2 separate regions of the Oryctolagus cuniculus genome follow, and region 2 is linked to region 1. A link is a contact called in public Hi-C data. All regions are on one chromosome and are shown on one strand. The core of a region is the stretch at or near the end of the contact, and the rest is flanking DNA. Distances in the headings are between cores, read along the strand shown.

Region 1 (5,889 bases), core at 995-3,494:
TCCCCCAGCCCACCCCTACTCAGAACTGACTTTGTACCCCGAGGTCCCAGCGTCTGAGCTCAGAGCGTCTGCACTGCCAGAAGCTGCAGACTTCAAAGGAAGAGTAGAGAAGGGTCCGTTGCTCCTGGGAGGCAGCATTTCCAACCGGGTCCCCTCCTTCCTGAACTGCTCGGTCCCAACACCAAACACTTCTTCTCCCTGCCTCCCTACATGGCCCCTGCCCAACTCCAAGTATTTATGCTCACACCAAACTCGTCTTTGCCCCTAGCTGTAAAGACTTGGAGATGTGACTGACACCAAACACATTCAGTCCTAACCTGGGGCTGGTGGATAGCAGCAGGACCACAAAAACTATGCTCTCAAGGGAGGTAACCTGCTGGCATCAGGGCCTCTCCCTGCTCAAGCCCCTTCTGAAGTCTTATTCTTAGTTTTACGTCTGTAAACTTCTAAAGGAACCCTTCCCTCTCCACACACAACACACACACACACACACTGCTGAAATCTCAGGCCCCACAAAACCGGTGTCCACTTGGTGACTCAAAACTCAACTGAAACATGGAGCTGGAGTGTGTTAACATGAGGGGCTCCATTTTTACAGTGAAAAGCAAACCCTGCCAATGCTGCTGGCACGTCCCCACTCAACTCCCACACCTAGCAACTTTGGTACCATGTGCCATTTCAAAGCCATCCCTTGGGCTCTTCTCTTTCTTCTTATCCCCTTTTCATGTTTAAATTCTCTATCATGCCCTTGGCTGATGTGGACAGGCCTTCCTATTCCTCATCTCACCCCCAATTTACAGATGCCTTGGGAGAAGGGTTTCCCAAGGAAATATTGGTGTGGTGGTGTGGGTTTTTTATTCATTTTTTATTACAATATTGATGATTCAGGATCCTTGCTCACCTGGTACTCCTCTGAGCCCAAAAGTCAGTGGGCACAAAAGCTGGCACTTCTGGGCCAGCCCGAGTCACAGCGCTGTCCAGCATTCACGTGTTCCGTGAACGGGTCTCAAACCCTCGGGAAACCCAAAGGACCCCGCTAAAGAACGGCGTGATACAACCCATGGGTGGGTCAATATCTTGGCCAGGGGGGTACACTGTGACTCCTAGGAGGAGGAGGATGTTTATCATTAGTTAATAATCCTTCCCACCCCGCCACACACACACACACACACACACACACACACACACCCCTCCTGTGCCCAGAACGGTGGGGAAGGGCTGGCTTTATCGAGGGCCACTCTCGAGAGTTCCACTAAGGTGTCCGCACTCTGTGCTGGTGCGCATCCCTGCAGTCCTCTCCATTCCCGACGCGGTGCCTGCAAGACGCCACCCCACCCCCCAACTCCCAGTACCGGGCGCCACCGGAGGGGAGCTCCCGCACGGGGCGTCTGCACTCAGGGTGAGAGACTCAGTTTCTCGGCGCGGGACCCGTCACCCTGGCTTGCCTCGAACGGGAAGGCAGCGTGGGTGGGAGCATTTGGGTGGCATACCCCAGAAACCACAGTAATTGGAAGGGAGAGGAAGCAAATATCAATTAGTGACTGCTCAGCCAGCTACCAATCTTGGTTTCCAAGAGACTCCACCTTGGTCTCTTTAGAAGCGGCGGCTCCCAGGGACCTGGCACAGAAGCGACTCGCACCTCGCGGTCTTGAACGCTTTCCCCAGGAGACCCGCGGCCTCCACCCGGCCTGGGGCTGTCAACCAGAATGCACCCCGCTTGCCGGCGCCTGCGTGGGCATGCGGGCCGTGGCCAGGCCAGGTGGGGCTCTCCCGCGGCCCTCCGAGCACCCTCTGCGCCTCGCGGTGCTGGGCGCGCTGGAAGGAGCTACCTGGCACCCCAGCATCCCCCCGACCCCCGGGTTCTGGCAAGATGGCTCAAGGTTAGCAAGGACCGTGTGTGGCGCGGGGAGGGGCAAGAGCGGGCGGCGAGCGGGGGACCCCTGGTCGGCGGCCCCCCGCACACAGGCCCGCGGGGGGCGGGGAGGGGGCGGCGGGGCTCGCCGGAGCTCGCGCGGCCGGGCGCCTCCCAGGAAGGCGGGGAGGCCAGCGCCTGTTTACCCAGGAGGGCTGTGCTGATAGCACGTTCCTCGAGTTTACTTTGCTTGCCTTGAGTTTATTGTAAAGGGGTAAAGTTTTCGGATCCGTCACGTGACCCTGACAGGTCCTGCCTATGGCGCGGCAGACCACCCACGCCGAGGGCCATGGAACTGCTTAATAGAAACAGGCTTGTAATTGTGAGTCCGCGCCGCACTCCGCCGACAGCCTCCGGCGGCCCCGCGCGCCGGGGTTTTTACACTTTCCGTTCCTTTTGTAAGGACGGAGCAGGAGGAGGAGAAGACCAAGACGACGCCGGAGAAAAAGACGGCGACAGGGAAGACAAAGGGACCCGCAGCGACAAGGCCAGGGGGAGCCGAGGGGAGCCGGGGAGAAGACGGAGGAGCGCAGCACCCGGAGAGGGGGGCCGGGGGGCGAGAAAAGGAGTTGATGTGAAACCCAAGCCCAGCGTCCGCGCCATCGGCACCCGCGCTCCGGGCAGGGCTTGACGGCCGGCTATGGTGAGTGCAGCCGGCGCTCCCGCCGCCGCCGCCGCCGCCGCGCCCTCGCCCGCGCGCGCCGTGCGCCCCGGAGCCGCGGGGCCGCCCCGCGCTCCCGGCCGAGCCGCGAGCAGCCAGCGCCTGGCGGGAGGGGAGCGCCGCGTGCCGGTGCCGGTGGGGCTGGGTGGGCTGCGCCTCCGGGGCGCGGGAGCGCTGGTCCCGCGGCTCCGCGCTCGCTCGCTCGCTCGCTCGCTCCTCGCTCGCACGCCCGGGCCCCCGCCCCCGAGGCCGGCCCCGCGCGGGGGAGGGGGGCTGGCTGCGGCGGGCCCGCGCCGGGGAACGGCTGCGGGGGGAATTCTCACGGAGGGGGTCGCTCGGGATCCCATTTTCACGCTTGAAAGGGTCGCCACCTTGGCTTCCGCTCATCAGCCTGGTGGTGGCTCTTGGCTCCCCAGCGGAGGCAGAGCTGGTGATGGAGGGGCTGGTGCGGACAGAGTGACAGCACCGGGGGTGGGGTGGGGGAGGTGCGGGCTCCGGGGGAGCGCGCGCGCTAGGAAGCCTGTGCCGGTCGCGGGCGCCGGCGCACGCCCTGCACCCGCGTTCCGGGCTCCGGGCGCCCGGTTCATACTCTCGCGGCCGCCGAGCAACCTCTTACCCAGACCCGGGGCGCCAGCACTCACCTCCCCGCCGCCGTGGGTGGGCAGAGCGGGGCCCGGGGACTTGGTGAGTTCAGGAAGGGGCCGCGGGGAGAAGAGAGGCATGTGTGTTGACTCCTGCGCCCACGGATTCGGGCGCCCTGGTGCCTGCGAGTCATTAAAGCGGTGGGCGGGCGGCCGGGTGCTGGGAGCGCCGAGTGCAGCCTCGGGGGAGCCCGGCGGTGCACCCGGACCCCCAGAGACTGTGCCTCTGGGTGACATGTGTTCTGTCTCTGTGTGTTGACGTTCATGTTTAAAAGGATGCCCAGTGTGTGGACAAGTCCCAAGTATTGTGATCTAAGAAGAACCATATGGATTGTTGTTGATGGAAGATACCCAGAGAGCCCTGTTAGCTTGGACCTGGGAGAGGAGGGCCATCTTCCTCCCTTGCTATCTTTCCTTTCTCCCTGGGGAGAAGAAATACAAAAGCAGTAGACATAAATCAGAAAGCCCCACAATGGGTGGCTCTGAATATGTAATAATTGGATCACTGAGATCTTGAACTACAATAGTTCCTTTTTCAACATTCTGTGCGAATTCAAAAAAAATTTTTTTTTGTTTTGGCTTTAGTAGTTCAACATGCAATTAATTGCCTCCAACAAAGAAAGACAATGCTTTTCGGTGGCATCCTTTGTTACTGTAACTTATTATTCCTGGGTGGTACCTCAGGATAAATTGTTGCCTCAGGTGCATTGTGTCCCCCTGTTGTAAAACAAGGGCTTTCAATTGGGAGTTTGTGTGTGTTCCAGTTGTCACCCTTCCACAAGGCTGTAAAATGCCTTTGTGTGCAAGGTCTTTTTAAATAAAATGCTGCATCCAGGTGGACACCCATAGGCTCCTCCTTGGCAAGCCGCTGCGCCTAGTCCAGCGTGGTCTCAGTTCAGAGTCCATTTGCTTCATTTCAAACTCACTGTGAGAGGTGTATCTAATTTCTGGTTATAATCTAGTCATAATCTGACAAGCTGTTGGAACAGGAGTTAGCACTGTTTGGCATTTTTTTGTGAAAAGAAAAAAGACTTTCACAAATTGTCTTTAACTTAGAATCTCTGTGCACTGTTTTTATCCTTCTCTCTCTGCACACACACACACACACACACACACACCTTTTATTTTCTCCAGCCTCTGCCACAGTGTATAATGCCCTATTGAGACATGTAGGCGTGATGTGTAAACCGGATTAGCAGTATGAAAGACAGACACACAATAAGCTGGAATTGTTTTACTTCCCTTTCATTTCTCATGCCTATATCTCTAATAAATTTGTTGCTCCAGCAGTGGGTCAAAGGGATCACGTTGCTCGGCTTCCTTTTCATGCAAGTCCCAATGACAGAGATCATTGAAATGAATGGGGTGCCTTCTGCCAAATGCAAAGCTTGATATAGATATATTAGATGGGGAGAAAGAGAGGAGGAGAGAGGGAGAGAGGAAGGGAGGGAGAAGGAGAGAGGGAGACTCAGTCTACATCTCTATCAGAGCAGAGCAATGTGGGCTAAGATATTTAGATAAGTGGGACTCAATGCAAGGACCAATGCTGTATGTTTTCTTTCAAGTTCATTGTAGCTCTGCACATTCTCTCTGCCACCCGTAACACTCTCAGCAAGAGAATACCAGTAGCTTTTGGCAGTGCATAAAATCTAACTTCCCTCTCAAGCCTTAAGCCTGAAGTTATTATCAATGTGGAGATTTCTGGAACCTTCTCAGGATAGCTTCTCTCTGCCACCCTCCCCACCCCCAGGTCTCTGAGCTTTAAAAAAAAAAAAAAAAAAAAAAAAAAAGCCAGTGCTCCCGGGTTTGTGCTGGAGCCCTCTCATTCACTCCTTTGTGGAGTTGGGAGCAGCTTCCCGTTAAAGGAGATCAGGAGTAATTAGCAGCATTATTTTGACAAGTTGGCGAGAGCTGTTCCCTTTCCTCCAGCCTGGGAGTGGGGAGGGGGGAGGAAGAAGGGGAGGAAGCAGAAGGTGGAAGGCAGAGAGGGGAGGGAGTCAAGCCCAGTGGTTTTTCTATTTTGTGGCTGCTGAGAATCTTTCTTCCCCCCTCCTCCCCAAAACTTCTGAAATTCATTTTCTACCACCACCTTTTAAGTAAATACAAGAGCTGCCAATGAGGAAATAATAAGGTGTTCTTAGGGAGCCAAGAAAATGTTGGTGGATGGTGGCAAACTGGCTGGGGTTGAGTCAAGACTCAACTCTTCACCAAGGTAGCTGCTTTGGCCTGCTCAGGCCCTGGCCCACCACTCACATCCTTAGCCTAGGCGCCCCCAACCATCAATAGAGCATCTCATCCCATCTCCAATCCCTCTGCCCCACCTCCCCCTCCACACAATAATACTATGGGGGCAAGGTGACATTTGCAACTCTTTGCATTTCTGGAAGGTAGTTTTAAAACATTTTGTCAGCAGGTAAAAGTATAAGTGACCCAAGAGTCAATTTCCAAGAATATACTTGGCCCCTTTATAATCTGCAAAATTTAGCCAATTCATGTTGGGTTTTATAAACCCATTTGGTTTTGACCTAAGAAAGGTCCAATTTCACTGTGGTTTTTTATAACTCCATCTAGTCTGGCCCCCACCGTTGCCTATGGCTGGATCACCCCGAGCACAGAAGACAAATGTTTTATCTCAGTGTCATCTCATCGGTCAGATAATCTGATGTCATTTTTGA
Region 2 (5,889 bases), core at 1,624-4,123, 150 kb after region 1:
CAGAGAGCTATTAACCAGTGACATAATGAAGAACTGTCCCCTCAGAGGCCTGAGGCCTGATTGGCCTTGTAGTAAGGGAGAGAAGCTCACTGAGGTCACCAGTGGTAAAGGCATGACTGTTGTAAGGATAGGGAGAGTTTCATGCATCAAAATAAACTTATCTTTTAGTTCCACTTTTCACAGACTTAAGGTTTCTTTCTTTCTTTTTTGTAAGAGGCAGATAGACAGCTCCCATTTGCTGGATCACTCCCAAAAGCCTCCAACAGCTGGGGCTGGGCCACTCTGAAGCTAAGAGCTGGTAACTCAATCCAGGTCTCAGCTACTTGAGCTGTCTCCCGAAGTGCACATTAGCAGGAAGTTAAAATGAGGAGCAAAGCTGGGACTTCAACTCAAGCACTGCAATGTGGGACATGGGCGTCCCGGCCTCTTAACTTCTAGGTCAAAGGCCTGTAACTAACTTTTTTTTTTTTTAAAGATTTTTTATTTTATTTTGAGACAGAGACAGAGGTCTTCATCTGCTGGGTCATTCCCCAGATGGCTGAAATGGCCAGAGTTGCGCCAATCCGAGGCCAGGAGCCAGGAGCTTCCTCCGGGTCTCCCACGCAGGTGCAGGGGCCCAAGGACTTGGGCCATCTTCTACTGCTTTCCCAGGCCACAGCAGAGAGCTGGATCAGAAGAGGAGCATCCGGGACTAGACCTGGTGCCCATATGGGATGCTGGTGCTTCAGGCCAGGGCTTTAATCCGCTGTGCCACAATGCCAACCCCCTTACTAACTTTTTGAAGCATTCTCTTAGAAAGCTGAGAATCAAAGTCAGGTTCCAACCCACCCTGGAAGAGGCGGCTCTGTGAATTTGGAATATCACCTACCACCTAAGGTCACTCCGAGAGAATGAAAGGGCATAATGCCAGTCAAGGCATCAGCCCAGAGTCTGGAACTTAGTAAGCACACTAAATATTCACAGTTGAGGTACCAGAGGCAAATATCAAAGCCATGGACAAAATAGCACTATGTGTTGGGATGCCAAACCAGTGCTGGAAACCAGATGAGAGTGTCTGTATTACTTCTGGAAGTAGGCATCTGACTACAGTGGCTTCCACAATATGGAACCCAAGAGAAGGGATCCTATTTATAAAATTTGCAGGAGGGATTGATAAAGTCAGAACTTTGTAGCATGCAGCTGGTGGTGGTTTTTTCCCTCTCTAGAATGTAGATTTAATGTGGAGGATATAATAATTATCATCTAAATGTGAGATTTAATGTGAAGGATATAATTGTCACCTAAATGCTATTTTTCAATTTTGCTGCATTATGTAAGTTTGATTGGGCTCTACACTATAATCAAAATGGCTTCCAGGGGCACACATACTCAGTTTTACCATCTAATTAAAAATAGGGTGTGTATGGAAGTGCATCTGTTTCTCAGGAGATTTTTTGGGCATTTTACTAAGTGATCATCTCATTACCGCTTAAAATATCAGCAAGAGTAGCTCATACATATGGATGCCCAATGAAACAAATGTCTAAAAATTCCCATAAATTTAAATTTGGATCTGTATTATATATGCTTTCCATTTAGGTCTAAATTAGGCCCAAACATTGTGTCATTTCACATATTGCAAAACTGGATGAATCTAGCAATTCTTTATTAACCACCTAATTAAAAAGATATTAAATTGCAATATGGCAAGTCCTTAATCGTTAACACCACAAATGGTGAAAATGATTTTTCAGCAAACAAGTATGAAGACCTGAGTACCAAAATAAATTATTTTCCCTAAAGAAATAGCTTAATGGCTTTCTTTGCTGCAAAGTGCAGAACCTAAACACTAATTCACTTAGAACGTGTCACTATAAACATGAGTTTGCTATGGCCGAGGTGCCATGTGTGCCACTCAGGTGTGTACCTCTACCTAGGGCCTGCGTTGGAGTCACTCATGTGGAGCACAGGCCTCTTTAATCTGGCAGGGAATGACTTTAAGAAGGAATTTAAACAGGTTCATTCCTTAACCAGTTGCAGATTCTGCCAATTTCACCTCAAGTTCTGAGTCAGGTTCCTTCCTGTCTACCTTTAATGTTTAAAAGTGGTTGTTCCCCTACCCCCTCTACTAACTTTATCATTTGTAAGCTGTATGACCCTGGCAAGTCAACCTCTGGATTGAATGTTTTCTTTGCTGAAATGGACATTCCTTCACCATCAAGACTAGTTGGAAGATTTTAAATGACAAAGAGCAATTGTTATTAGGTCCCTGCATTGCCTGGAGGTGTTTTGAAAGCACAGGTGATTATGAGGATACAGTATTGATTACAGTATTGATTATGAGGAATTGATTTTAAGTATTTTAAAAGCCTAATGCTAGATTCTTTAGGTTAAAAAAATTTGGATATTTCTGAAAAACTTCCATATTACTAAGAATAAAAGAAAAAAAATCCCAAGACAAGCTAATACCACCGACAGGACTGAAGTTTGTAGAAAATGCTGCTTTCCATTTACTTAAGTGGTTTAAATACAGCGTTGAACTGATTTGAACTCGAATCACACACTGTATGGAACTGATTTGGGGCCGGGGGATCATTAACCGAAGAAAGCTGTCTTTTTTTGTTGTTGCTGTTGAGCACACAGCCCGAAATTATATTCCAGAAACTGTTTGGACAAAGCCTCAATTTTTCTGCATTTTGAACAGAACCTGAAAAAACACTGTGGTTGCAAACGCCGGATTTTCCTCGCAGGGCCCGCCCGGACTCGGGCGCGGGTGCGGGAACACACAGCCCACCTCTCCGCTCCGAGCGCCCCCAGCCCGGCCCCAGGCCTCCCGAGCCAGGCCGACTTCCGCCCGAGCCTCGGCCCCGGCGCGCCCCGCCCCCACGGGCCCCAGATTCGTCGGAATTTTCCCGCGATGCCGCGGGAGCGCGCGGGGACGCTCGCCAGCCCCCAGAGTGCACTGCGGGCACGTGTGCGCGCGCGCGCGGCTCCACCGCCGAGCGACCGCGGGAAAATTCCAAAAAAAAAGTCAAAACAAAACAAAAAGCCAAGTTAAGAGGCAAAGCCAAACTTTCAAGCCACAGAGCCCGGGCGGTGGCTTCCTCTCCGCCCCTGCCCAAACTGCTGAAGCAGCTCTGGCGAGGACCACCCGGTAAGAGGCCACAGAACGAGGAGTGAAGGCAGCTGCTTCCCTTGGGGGTCCGGCCGACACGTCAGCCATGGGCGGGGGGGAGTGGGGGTGGGGGAGCGGCGAGTGGGGGTGGGGAGGCAGGGAAGACTCGCGAGAACCTCCGCGGCGCCCCGCGCCTCGCGGTGGGTGAGCGGGGCTCCCGCCGGGTGCCCAGACTGAGGCGAGGCGGTGGGAGGCGGCGCGAGCCCGCGGGGGCGGGGCCTCGGGCGGGGGCGGGGCGCGCCGAGGGGGTGGAGCCAGGGGAGGGGGTCGCGCCGAGGGGAGCCCCGGGGCGGTGGGAGCTGGAGGCTGGCGTTTCGCTGCTTTTTTTGTGCGTTGCGCGCAGGCCCCTGTGTGTGTGTTTAAAAGGAGAAGCGCAGAGGGGAAGTTCTTCGCCTTGGGCCGGTGGGAGCTGCGGAAAGCTCGCGTGCTTTAAGGCAGCACCCACTCCCCAGCGGGCCCCGTGCTCGCCCACCGCCCGGGCTCCGGGAAGGGGCGCGGCTGCTACCCTCCCGCCCTCTCAGCCCTGGACGGGAGGAGGGTTCGGATGAGCGATTGTCTTCCCCACAGCCCTTTATTCAGAACCCTTGAGAGTTTTTTTTTGGGGGGGGGGGGCGTATTAACAACTACAAACCCTCTGATCCTGATGTAAGGACTCCAGCTCTGGAATGAACAGAGAAGGGGATTTGGAATTTTTGAAACGTGAAAAGTTTGGGGGCAGAATCTTAAGAGGCCAAGGACTTTCCCAGCAAAGACCTGTATGTGCCTGGGTTTTGTTCTCGTCCGGGATTGTTTGAAAGCTGCTGGTTTCGTGGTTTTCTTCTAACCTGGGGCCCATTTCATGCATTTAAACAGTGATGTGACTGACTGAGTCGTTTATGGCACGAACACAGCACCTTTGGGCCACCCAACTTCACTATTTATGAATGCCACTCACCTTTAGTGATAGGCTGCTCAAAACATTTTCTGATTACACCCTCTAGGCGGAGGGAGGCTGTTACAAATGATGGAATTCATACCATGTGTTGGGATCAGTCATTACATACATAAGCTTAGAAAGCATGCTCGTTGTGACATTATCCATTAAAGTTAAATCAAGTTGATGCTTCTCGTGGAAATAAGCACTCATAGGCATGGACTTATATTCATACACAAGACTGCATGAAAAAAATTTGTTTTCCTCTTTGTATCAAGGGCCTCTTTCACTTCTCCCCTCACGTAAAAGATTTTGCTTCTTTACAACTGGCTAAGTTGTACTTTGGTGTATTGTACATTTTAATTCATTCTTTCATTTTTGAGTCAGATTTCTTGAAAAACACTAAGGCCTCAGAAAAAGCCAATTTCGTGTTGGTATTTTTTGTTCTGTTTTCTAATGAGAAGCCTTAACTTGATTGATTGGCTGGATGTGGAAGATGTGTTGTGGCATGTGTATGAAACTGCATGTACATCTTCAGTGATATTTTTAATCAGTTCCATATTTCAGCAAGTAGTTCCAGTAACAATCATACAAATTTTGTACTTATGAAAACCAGCTACAGGGAGGCCAGCTTGGCCAACAGAAAGTTGGATTGATTATCTAGGCCACAGAAAGAGCCAGAAGAATCTCACATGAGTGGTAGTCCATGGTGGTAGTGGTAGAGCTTCAGGTGATCAGATTAGAGATCAGCATCAAGTGTTTTTTTAAAATTTTGTTTTAACCTGGGACATGGATATTCTCTGTTGTTTATAGATCCTTAATGACTGGCTTTGTAATATGCAAAACCTGTAGGAAGTATAATCAAGATAATTTTCATTATCTTAATAAGGATACAGAAGTGGAGGAGAAACAAAAATTGAGATATCATATGTCTTAAGGTTTTTTTTTTCCAAACTCAATACATGTATTTGTATCTGGCCATTTCATATAAGTGAGCTGATAAAGTATGTGGTGTGTCTGGATTCTTTCACTGAGATAATGCTTTTGAGAGTCATGGATATAGATATAGATATGTGTTTGGACTTGGTTTGGAAAGGAGTTTGTAACATTATCTGGGCCATTTTACTAAGCTCTTCCTAAACTCTGCTGGGTATGTAGAAATCGTTTCCCTGCAGCAGCAGTTATGTAGGGGACTGGATAATCTTCCTGGATAATGCATTCCTGGCACTTTTCTCTAGTTACAAGAAGGCAGAGTTCATACAGAGATCACCTTTTTGAAGAAGTTGTGTATTCTATTTTCTAAACAAGTGGTTTTAGAAAATACGGTAAATTTTTGGAACTGTTCAGTGTTCACAATTCGGGTATAGAATATTTACATTACGTTGACAGGTTTGTATATGAAAGTTTGTAGTCAGTCTTGACTTTGCCTTCAGCTTTAGGCAGCCATTTCTGTCTCTCTACATTAGGCTTTTCCGGACTTTCCATATACACAAATTCATAAAATATATGCTGTGTTTGGATTCTTTTACTTATCATAATGTTTTTGAGATTCATCCATATTGTAGCATCTATCAGTCGTTTGTTTATTGGTGAACAGTATTCCATTGTATGTGTACACCCACACTTTGCTTATCAGTTGATGGACATTTAGGTTGCTTCTAGTTTTTGGCTGTGATTAATAACGCTACAGTGAACACTCATATGCAAGTCTTTGGACATGTTTTCTTTTTGGAATAGGTACCCATGAGCCTATAAACAATCTTGGTCCATACTTATGGTGTCAACTACTTTTTGTTAAGGTGAAATATTCTGGACATAGAAC

The links. A called contact is a pair of places that touch in the nucleus more often than the background predicts.
Region 2: a Hi-C map of an unstated tissue shows a contact between it and region 1, with 2.0 times the contacts expected there. The contact joins the promoter of FANCC here to the promoter of PTCH1 in region 1. A contact is called at or near these places in 2 of 6 Hi-C or Micro-C datasets (ear pinna and an unstated tissue).

What each region holds. Positions count from the first base shown.
Region 1 is chr1:142,058,182-142,064,070 of mOryCun1.1, forward strand. It overlaps PTCH1 (patched 1), which reads left to right and starts at 2,245. Exons shown (of 24, transcript XM_051847163.2): 1 at 2,245-2,555. The coding sequence starts at 2,553.
Region 2 is chr1:142,211,606-142,217,494 of mOryCun1.1, forward strand. It overlaps FANCC (FA complementation group C), which reads left to right and starts at 2,874. Exons shown (of 15, transcript XM_008257648.4): 1 at 2,874-3,133.